3 separate regions of the Gossypium hirsutum genome follow, and regions 1 and 3 are each linked to region 2. A link is a contact called in public Hi-C data. All regions are on one chromosome and are shown on one strand. Each heading gives the region's core, a stretch centred on a gene start, on an enhancer-like site or on the middle of the called end of the contact. The rest is flanking DNA. Distances are from core to core; before and after follow the strand shown. Region 1 holds the start of LOC107914459 (probable carboxylesterase 18). Region 2 has its middle 14 kb from the start of LOC107914453. Region 3 holds the start of LOC107914458 (T-complex protein 1 subunit gamma).

Region 1 (3,102 bases), core at 159-2,658, 170 kb before region 2:
ATTCCTATTAAATATTATTCTTATTTTTTGGCGAGTTTCAAAAATACAACCAACGCTTATTTCTAAAATAATACCATCGAAATGAATAACTGCAAAAAATTGATTCTCCACTTTTTTCTGAAACTACAAAAATGCAACCAAGCATCTTAGTACTAACCTTAACACTAAATACACTTTTAACACAAATAAATTACTACTAAAATAATAACCAATTATACTAATAAAAAATAACCAACTAACTAAATACACTAACCTTTTCGTTCTTCTTATTTTTGGTGAAGGGGGACCTCCAACTCTGTTTGTTTGAAAAAAAAATTCCTCTCGGTATCTGTAGGGGGTTGGGGGACCAAACCAACCCCCTTTTATAATATTCATAATATTATTTTTTATTATATATATATTTTTAAACAGAAAGTAAAAAAATTGATATATAAAATAATTGGTACTGGAACCCAGACCTGTAGATCACGGGTTCGGGTTCCAATGGGTGTTAATTTTTTTACTTTTACAAAAAAATAAAATTTATTATAAAATATTTGGGTGCCACTTGACACATCGCTGCACCAATAAAAAATAATATTTTTGTTTTATTTTTTGGTATTTCTAGTGTATTTTCAAGTATATTTCTGGGTCTAAAATATTGGTGTCACTCATTGCTCAGGTGGCACTCAAAAAAATTATTTTTTTAAATGTGATGATTGCTTCAATCATCAGTGGCAGGAGAGAGGGGTATAGCCGATTGGACATGCGGGTTGAGTTTGCCTAGATTAATAAATTTTAGGGTCATTATCTTATTTCAGTATTTATTTTATTATTTTATATTATTTGGTAAAAAAACTCTTCTTTTTTTCGTTATATGAAATATATATTATTTTGATTTTTATAGTAATTTAATAAATATATAAAATTTATTATTATGAAATTGGTATCAATCAAAAATAATTTTTATTATTAAATAATTTTATACAAATAATACTAATATTAATAATATTTTTACAAAAACTTTAATACAATAAAATACAAATATATGAATTTTTTATACAATTTCAATTATTTATTATTAAAATTATTAATAATATAAATGAACTATTTTATCTTATAAATCATATCAATAAATAATTTAAAATTTTAAAAAAATAAAAAAAATTCAGAAATTTTAAAAATTCAAATTGTTCCCTGTACTATACACAAACTCTTAGTTTGATACCTCAAAAATAAAAATAAAAAATGGTTATTTTGATCCCTATACTTTCCTTGCGTTTACCTTGTTACCCCCGTCTATAGTTTCCCTTAAAAAAACCCTTTGCGAATTAAACTCTGCCGCGTGCATAAAAACTAAAATTCCTTACAATATCTAAAAACTAAAAAAAAATCATAAAAATTGCAAAAGAAAAAAAAAACATAAACTTCTAAAAATTTCTCTTAAAAAAATCTAAAAATTCATTATTTTTTTGGAATTAAAAAATAACCCAAAGAGGAAGACATTCAGGATCATCCCATCAAAACTAAAAATGAAAAAAATAATGATTGAATTATTGAAACTTGCGTTGAAGTTGAGATATTGCTAATATCTGCCCATACATACATCGATACACTTGCTGCTCTGTTGTAATAAATTGGGATACAGGCAAGGGGATGTTGAATGCTGCTGCTGCTTTCAGAAATCGAGGTTGAATGTCCTCTATATTTCTGTATTGCACAGGTTTAACTGAAAAAGTTATAACAATGTTGTAAAGTTAATTATGTAATCAACTCCCAAACTAAATATCAGAATCTGCGAACCTAAAACTTGCCCATTTGTTACTTTGAACAAACATAGCACACGGCTTTAAATGAGATAGCTCACGCACAGCGCATGGCACCCGAATTCAAGGATAAATTCCACATTGTAGTTTCAATGGTGAGCAGGGTAGTTGGGCGACTCATAACTGCGTTCTTTCTTTTCCGTTGACGCAACTTTTTCCTCCTTTAAGTAAACCTTTGTCCAAACCCCAAAAACATGGCGCCTCAACGTACCAAGCCCTCCCTCCCTTTGAAGACTAGGGTCTTCATCTCCCTTATCTCCGCCGTCACTGACGCCTCCTGCCGCTCCGATGGCTCTGTCAACCGCCGTCTCCTCCGCTTACTCGACTACCAAGCCCCTCCTAATCCCAAGCCTTCTAACTCCGTCTCTTCTTCTGACCCCACCGTCGATGCTTCCCGCAATCTCTGGTTTCGCCTCTTCTCTCCTTCCCTCCCTTCCGATCTCCTCCTTCCCGTTGTCGTTTTCTTCCATGGCGGCGGATTCACCTTCCTCAGCCCCGCATCCCAGGCGTACGACGCCGTTTGTCGTAGGTTCGCCCGTAAGTTTCCTGCTTTCGTTGTCTCCGTCAATTACCGTCTAGCTCCCGAACATATCTACCCATCTCAATACGACGACGGATTCGACGTTCTTAAGTTTTTAAACGACAACTTCGCCACAGTCTTACCGGAAAACGCTGACTTATCACGGTGTTTCCTAGCCGGAGATAGCGCAGGCGGCAACATCGCTCACCACGTAGCAGTCCGGGCTTGCGGAGCTGGGTTTGAAACATTGAAGGTGATGGGACTCGTTTGCATTCAACCATTCTTCGGCGGAGAGGAAAGAACGGCGGCGGAAGAAGAGCTAGCGAATGCATTCCTGGTGTCAGTTCCGAGAGCCGATTATTGCTGGAAGTCATTCTTGCCCCAAGGTTCGAACCGTGATCACAAAGCCGTGAATGTAAGCGGACCGAACGCTGATGATATATCCGGGGTGGATTTTCCGGCGACGATGGTGGTGGTGGGTGGATTTGACCCGTTGAAAGATTGGCAAAAGAGGTACTATGAATGGTTAAAAGCATGCGGGAAAGAAGCAACATTGATGGAATTTCCAACCATGATTCACGCCTTCTACATATTCCCAGAATTGCAAGAATCTGGCCAGTTAATATTGCAGATCAAAGATTTCATGAACAACTGTTGCAGTAAACCCCAACTCCCACAACAAAATTGACCATTTCAGAAGGTATTAGTATCCACATATATATATTTAAAAAAATGTGTGAGTTGAGAGGTGAAAGTAATAGTTCTTATTAGGCTGTC
Region 2 (3,242 bases), core at 674-3,173:
TCTTCCGTAAGCCTCCATCTGTAACCGCTTCTAGCTGTGTAAATTCTGGACTTATTGCCTCGCCAAGCTAGTACGTTTGGTTGAGAGGAATTTACTAGTGGGATGGATACAATTTGCTCGACCTGTTCTTCACTAAACAACCTGTTTAAGGTATTCATCTATAAGATTCGGTACCACTGTGTATCTCCAATTTATATTTTGACCCTTTATTTTTCTTTCTCCAAGGTATGCAATCTACGAGTCATTCCATATATTAACTGTTTTACCATCCCCGATCCACCACCAAATACCTTTTTCCAGAATGTCTCAAGCGCCTCAAATGCTTCGCGAGCTAAAGGAGGGGTAAAAACCTAAACCTGCACTCATGAAATCGCTCCTCGGATAGTATTTACTTTTCATTACTTGAGCCAATAGGCTGGTGGGATTGGTAATCAACTTCCACCCTTGTTTTGTTAACAAAGCCTTATTAAACATTGAAAGATCTCTAAAACCAATACACCCTTGCGCCTTTGGGGTGCATAATGATTTCCAATTACACCAATTAATTATTCTGTGATTAGTTTTTAGGTTGTGCCACCAAAATCTGCATAATAAAACTTCTAAATCTCGACATTAAAATTGGCAAATTGAAACATTGCATTGCGTAGATTGGGATAGCCTGTAAAATAGATTTAATAAAAACCTCTTTCCCTCCTATTGATAGATTACGGATACTCTAGCTTTTTATTTTCGTCAAAAATCTCTCCTTGATTTCAACGAAAGCATTCTTCTTACATCGTCCTACCATTGTTGGTAACCCCAGGTAATTTTCCATATTATTGGCAATTCTAACTCCCAATTCTCCTCCTAATTGCAACTTGGTTTCTTCATTGATATTGTTGCTAAAATATATTAAGGATTTATCGAAGTTTACTATTTGTCTAGAAATCCTTTCATATTCATTCATCACCGCCTTTGTTTCTAAGATTCTTTCTTTAGTTTCCCTCCAAAATAGGATGCTATCGTCAGCAAAGAATAAGTGGGTTATTGATAGTCCCCCTCTTCCCACATTTGCCCCATCGATTTTCCTTTCTCTTTTGGTATGTTGAGCAGCTTTGAAAATCCTTTTACACAAATGATAAATAAATATGGACTTAGTGGATCTTCTTGTCTTAAGCCTCTTGAGGGTTTGAACTTGGCTCTTTTTCCTCCATTGAGCATCACCGTATAAGAAACATTGTTAACACATCGCATAATTAAAGATATCCACGCTTCACAAAAGCTAAAACCTCTCATCATTTTTTTTACGAATTTCCATTCAACCCTTTTATAAGCCTTGCTTATGTCTAATTCTAGAGTAAAAAATCTTTTACTACATCTTCTCTTTTTAAATGAATGCAATAATTCATATGCCACAAGGATGTTGTCAGTACTTTTTCTTCCTAGCACAAAAGCTCATTGAGTTTCTTCAATACAATAATTAAGGGCATTCCTGAATCTATTAACAATTGCTTTTGATATTACCTTATATGGGATATTACAAAGGTTAATAGGTCAAAATTGTCCCACATTTCTAGGCACCGAAACTTTAAGAATGAGAACGATATTTATTTTCTTCACCTCTCTAATTTATTTATGATTATTTAAAATTTCTAAGCAAAACTTTGTTACATCTTTTTCCACTATGTGCCAAAATTTTTGATAAAAGAAAGCAGGAAAATCATCCTTCCTTGAGGCTTTTAGAGGAGCCATAGATTTTAACACTTCTACCAACTCTTCCTCTTTGAAATTGGCAAAAAGTTCCTCATTCAAACTATTAGGAATGTATGGTTGGATTTTCGTTAGAAGATTTTTACAACTACGGGTTGTTTTAGATGAGAATAGGTCCATAAGGTACCTTGTTGCAAGCCCAATTAATTTCTCCTCCCTTTCGACCCACATTCAATTTTTGTCTTTAAGGCCCTTCACTAAATTTCTCTTGTACCTTGTTGCAAGCCCAATTAATTTCTCCTCCCTTTCGACCCACCTTCAATTTTTGTCTTTAAGGCCCTTCACTAAATTTCTCTTCCTATGTTGACTTGCAAACTTATGGAAGAAAGATGTATTGCGATCACCCATCCTAAGCTAGTTTTCTCACGCTCGTTGCTCCCAATAAATTTCTTCTTTGTCAGCTTCCATGTTCAGCTTTAGTTTAACTTCTGTGATCTCTGCCAAGTGATCATCATCTGGATCTTCTTCGTTTAGCTGGTTTAGTCTTCGGGTCAATTCCTCTCTTCTTTTATGTTTCTTCCCTCTATTCGTTCTAGCTCATTCTTTTAAGGATCGTCCTAGTAACTCAAGTTTTCCTGGAAGTTCCATGTTGTTCGAATTCCAAACCGTCTTAACTTGCTTATCAAAATCAGTTTCTAGTGCCCAATCTACATTAAAACGGAACGACGCCTCTCTTCGCAAGCCATTGACCCTTCGATTCCCTAAAGTATCTAAAAGATAGACAATGATCTGAAAAACTATGGTTAAGATGTTGTAATGAATAATTTGGAAAACGTGCCCACCATTCCCTGTTGGCCACACCTCTATCCAACCTTTCTTTTATATTATTTCTAGCCAATCGACCTTTCTCCCACATGAACCAATGGCTTGAGAAACTTAAGTCGCTTAAATCACACTCCTTTTAGTGTATCCCTAAAAGCTGTCATTTTCCTTTCCTCTTGTTGTAACGCCCCAAATTGCTAAAATTTAGTTTTCTTGGGCTTTTCCATGTGATGTGTACTAATTAGGTGGTTAAATATTTGGTGTATCCACTTAAGGTTCTGTGTTCGAGTCTCTGTAAGCATAAGGATTGTTTTTATTCTTTTTGTCAAGGTGGTTGATGAGTTTTAATTAAATTTAAACTCTTTTTCAGATAATTGTTAGGTAGTGGGATTAATTTTGCTGCCTATGTTTAGGAAATAAACTTGATATCGTTATTTTGTTTGAAAACAAACAAATTCACATTTTTTTCCACCCACATTCACGCCGTCACTTCAATTTTCTTGCTATTGCCTTTTGCTCAATCTTTTCTTTATTTATCTTTTTCTTTCTTTTATTTTCTTTGTTTTATTTTTCTTTTAATATTTTGGTTCCCTATTCTGCCATTATTTCTCCTTTTGTTCTTGCAGCCTCCTTAATCATTTGCTACGGTTATAGTTGTTCTTGAGCCTATTTGTATTATTTGGTTTTCAGTTCGTGAAGGTAATGTTCGTTTGTCCTTATTTGTTCTTTTA
Region 3 (3,123 bases), core at 436-2,935, 130 kb before region 2:
AGACACTCACGGCAATCAGATCACCAAACTGGCTAGTGAACTTTGTCCCTATACAGCTCTTCACAAGTCCCAACATTGTGGCACCTATCATTCAAACATAAAAGCTATAATGTGACAACCCAAATATATTAAAGATGCACATACAGGGGGATAAAAGATTAAAAAATTGTTATCAAAATGTTCCCAAGAGAAACATACGGTCTTTGACATCAATAGACATTGCAATCTTGTCAAGCACGGCAATAGCATCCTCCAAAGCCTTATTGTATGCTGCAAATGAAAGGATTCTTCATTCAATGCTAATTTATGGTTCAAAAGCAGAGGTTAAGAACCTAGCAGCGCTTCTAAGTTACATTACCTCGACAAATAACCGTAGGATGATAATTTTTCTCAATAAAGGCTTCTGCAACATGAAGCATCTCACCAGCTGCACCAAAAAGTACACCAAATATAAGTACTAAAGGAAATTGGATCCTAACATGTTGATTAAATCATGGATAAACACATGAACCCATAGCAATTAAAATTCCATTGAGCTTCTGAAAATTTTACCAGTTCTTCAAAAAAAACATCTTATAGATAAAAGAATAAAACTGGATAAGTAACTACTACGTTAAAAAATATCAAACATGGCACATAAACAGCATTCTGCTGTATAAAGATATACCAAGAACAATGACAGATGTTGTTCCATCTCCAACTTCTTCATCTTGGGTACGGCTCAATTCAATCATTGACTGCCAAGAGCAACCACAAAAAGATAAGAAAGAATGAAAAGGGCATTCACATGCTAAAGCAAATAGATAAGCATAGTGGAATAACATGCCTTTGCTGCTGGATGTGCAAGATCTAACTCGCGTAGGATAGCATTTCCATCATTAGTGACAACAATACCTGGTAGAAACCAAAACCATATAAAAACTTCATTGCTGTTGAACAAGAGTGCATTTAAAGGGTAATAAAATGTTTTTGGGAAATCGAAAAACAGCTGCACGGAAAATGGCTAAAAAGCATTACCTCCAGAAGCATCAAGGAGCATTTTCAACATGGATCGAGGACCCAATGTTGTTCGAATAATGTCAGCAACAGCCTGTAAAGGTTTTTGGTTAAGTGAACATTGGACAGACAACAAATGAAAATCAAATTCAAGATCCAAAGCATGTAGATGCCTGATTTCTTAGATAGATGAAGCCCATACTCAGAACTAAGGAACAGAAACTGGGTTTACATTGTTTTTAAAATTTGAGCAGCTTATTCGGCAATTTCATTTCAGATTAATATAAAAAATAAGTAGAAACATAATAAATTTTAAAAAAAAAAAGAACGAAAGAAATGAAAGACCTTGGAGGCTTGGATGTTAGCATGGTGAACCTTCGTCCCAGACTCCCGTTTCAACGAATCCTCTGCGTATTTCAATGATGGTTTTAGAATCTAAAAGCTCCATTTGAGATTGAAATGCATTAAAAGAAAAGGAAAGGAAAGAAACTTACTTAGAACGAGAACCGGGGCGTGCATGATTTACGATTTCGTTAGTATTAGAGCTTAAAACTGTTGAAAACAAACAAATCTGCAAAGGGTTTCTAAGTTTCTAGTTTCTTCTCAGTGAAAAACCCTACTACAACAATGAACCCTCTCTTCCCCCACTTTTTTCTCTTCGTTTATTTTAAGGGGAAATTGGGAAGGGGAGATTTGAAAAATGAGCTCCCATTATGGGCTTCTTTTGTGTTCTCGGCCGAGAGGCCCAATTCCTGTTCTCTTTGCTTTTGTGTTTTCGCTCTTGTAAATTGGGTTGCTTAAGGATTATAATGATAATTGTAAAAAAAAGCATTTGGTATTTTGGTTTAAAATTATATTTCCTAATAGGATTGTCGAGTTGTAAAATTACAAATGGATATTATATTATTATGTTTGGTTTATTTAGCTGTAATTTATAAGGTTTAAATATTTGGTTCACCGAATGTATAATTATTTAGAAGTACACTTCACTAATTTGTCTTGATTATAGAATTTATTTTTTTAGTCTCATTCATAAAATTATGATAAATTATTATAATTTTTATATAAATAAGTAACTATAGAACGTTGAAATAAATTTCTAAATCATAATTATAATAATTCATGAAAAATTATTGCATCACTAACCATAATTAATTATTAGAGTTGTGTGACCTAAATCTCGTTTGATCCGACCTGAAAAGTTTAAGGTGCAACTCACTTATTAAAAAAATTAATAAATAGAAAGTTTGACCCTCGATCCTTTGCCCCCATAAATCCCCATAAACCACTAAACTCAACTGGGGGTATGACCAAAGGTGCTGGGCCGAGCCCTCGCGATACAAACCATGTCGCACAAGTTGAATGCGTATAGGACTGTACTTATTCTATTAGACATTAATTATAACAGGGTTGTTTAACCCTTAAAATATGTGTAGTCGAAAACTAATTGTATTATTGTTTTTCAATATTAGTGAATTTCTCCTCCTCTGCCCGTGGTTTTTTTCCGAAAAGCGTTTTCTATGTAAAATTTGTGTGTTCTTATTTTTCTTTCTTATTGCTTTGCGATTATTATTATGGTCATTATCAACGTATAGTATAAAAATATATTAATAAATAAATTATTAGAGTAAATATAATAATTATAATTTTGAAGTTTGATAGGTAACGACCCCAAATTCTCGAGTTAACGTTTGAGTGTTAACTTGGGTTGGTGATGGATAAATTTATTTTGGGATTGGGTTTTGTTGGAATTAATTTGGGTAAATTTTGGACCTTTTTATAAGAAATTAAGGATGTTGGGAAGCTTGTGTGAAGTAGGGGGAAGATGGATGGCTAATATGGTGATTTTACCATTTTTGGATAAAAGTTTTCTCCCAAATTAATGGGAAAAGATGGTTTGGTAGAAAAGATGGTTTGGTAGATTGAGGTATGGGATAAAGTGGATTTGTTCCTATTTTCCCCTATATTATAGTCACCCTATTGTTTTTTTTTCTTTTTACAGTTCTTCATTTTTTTTCTTTTCTCCATCCATTTTTCCTTAACAAGTCATGTAAAGGAAGGGAGAGAGATTTGAGTGAGTTCTCACCATTTTTTTCATCCTCCAAATCTCAAAGAAGTTAAAGAGGG

Evidence for each region. A called contact is a pair of places that touch in the nucleus more often than the background predicts.
Region 1: a Hi-C map of fibers shows a contact between it and region 2, with 2.3 times the contacts expected there. The contact joins the promoter of LOC107914459 here to the enhancer-like site in region 2. A contact is called at or near these places in 3 of 34 Hi-C or Micro-C datasets (fibers, hypocotyl and leaf).
Region 3: a Hi-C map of leaf shows a contact between it and region 2, with 4 times the contacts expected there. The contact joins the promoter of LOC107914458 here to the enhancer-like site in region 2. A contact is called at or near these places in 8 of 34 Hi-C or Micro-C datasets (fibers, leaf and petal).

What each region holds. Positions count from the first base shown.
Region 1 is chrD10:16,231,050-16,234,151 of Gossypium_hirsutum_v2.1, forward strand. It overlaps LOC107914459 (probable carboxylesterase 18), which reads left to right and starts at 1,409. Exons shown (of 1, transcript XM_016843379.2): 1 at 1,409-3,102. The coding sequence starts at 2,000. The coding sequence ends at 3,013.
Region 2 is chrD10:16,398,303-16,401,544 of Gossypium_hirsutum_v2.1, forward strand. No RefSeq gene overlaps it. Among protein-coding and RNA genes, the nearest start is that of LOC107914453, 14 kb to the right of the region's middle. Within about 2 kb of position 1,924, at least 8 of the 9 cell types and tissues checked have an H3K27ac peak or open chromatin away from gene starts, as enhancers often do. A contact at or near this core is called in fibers and leaf, where this site is marked.
Region 3 is chrD10:16,270,410-16,273,532 of Gossypium_hirsutum_v2.1, forward strand. It overlaps LOC107914458 (T-complex protein 1 subunit gamma), which reads right to left and starts at 1,686. Exons shown (of 13, transcript XM_016843378.2): 1 at 1,491-1,686; 2 at 1,342-1,403; 3 at 1,018-1,090; 4 at 827-894; 5 at 668-737; 6 at 359-427; 7 at 199-270; 8 at 11-84. The coding sequence starts at 1,515. It overlaps LOC121222156 (a long non-coding RNA gene), which reads left to right and starts at 2,931. Exons shown (of 2, transcript XR_005919179.1): 1 at 2,931-3,123.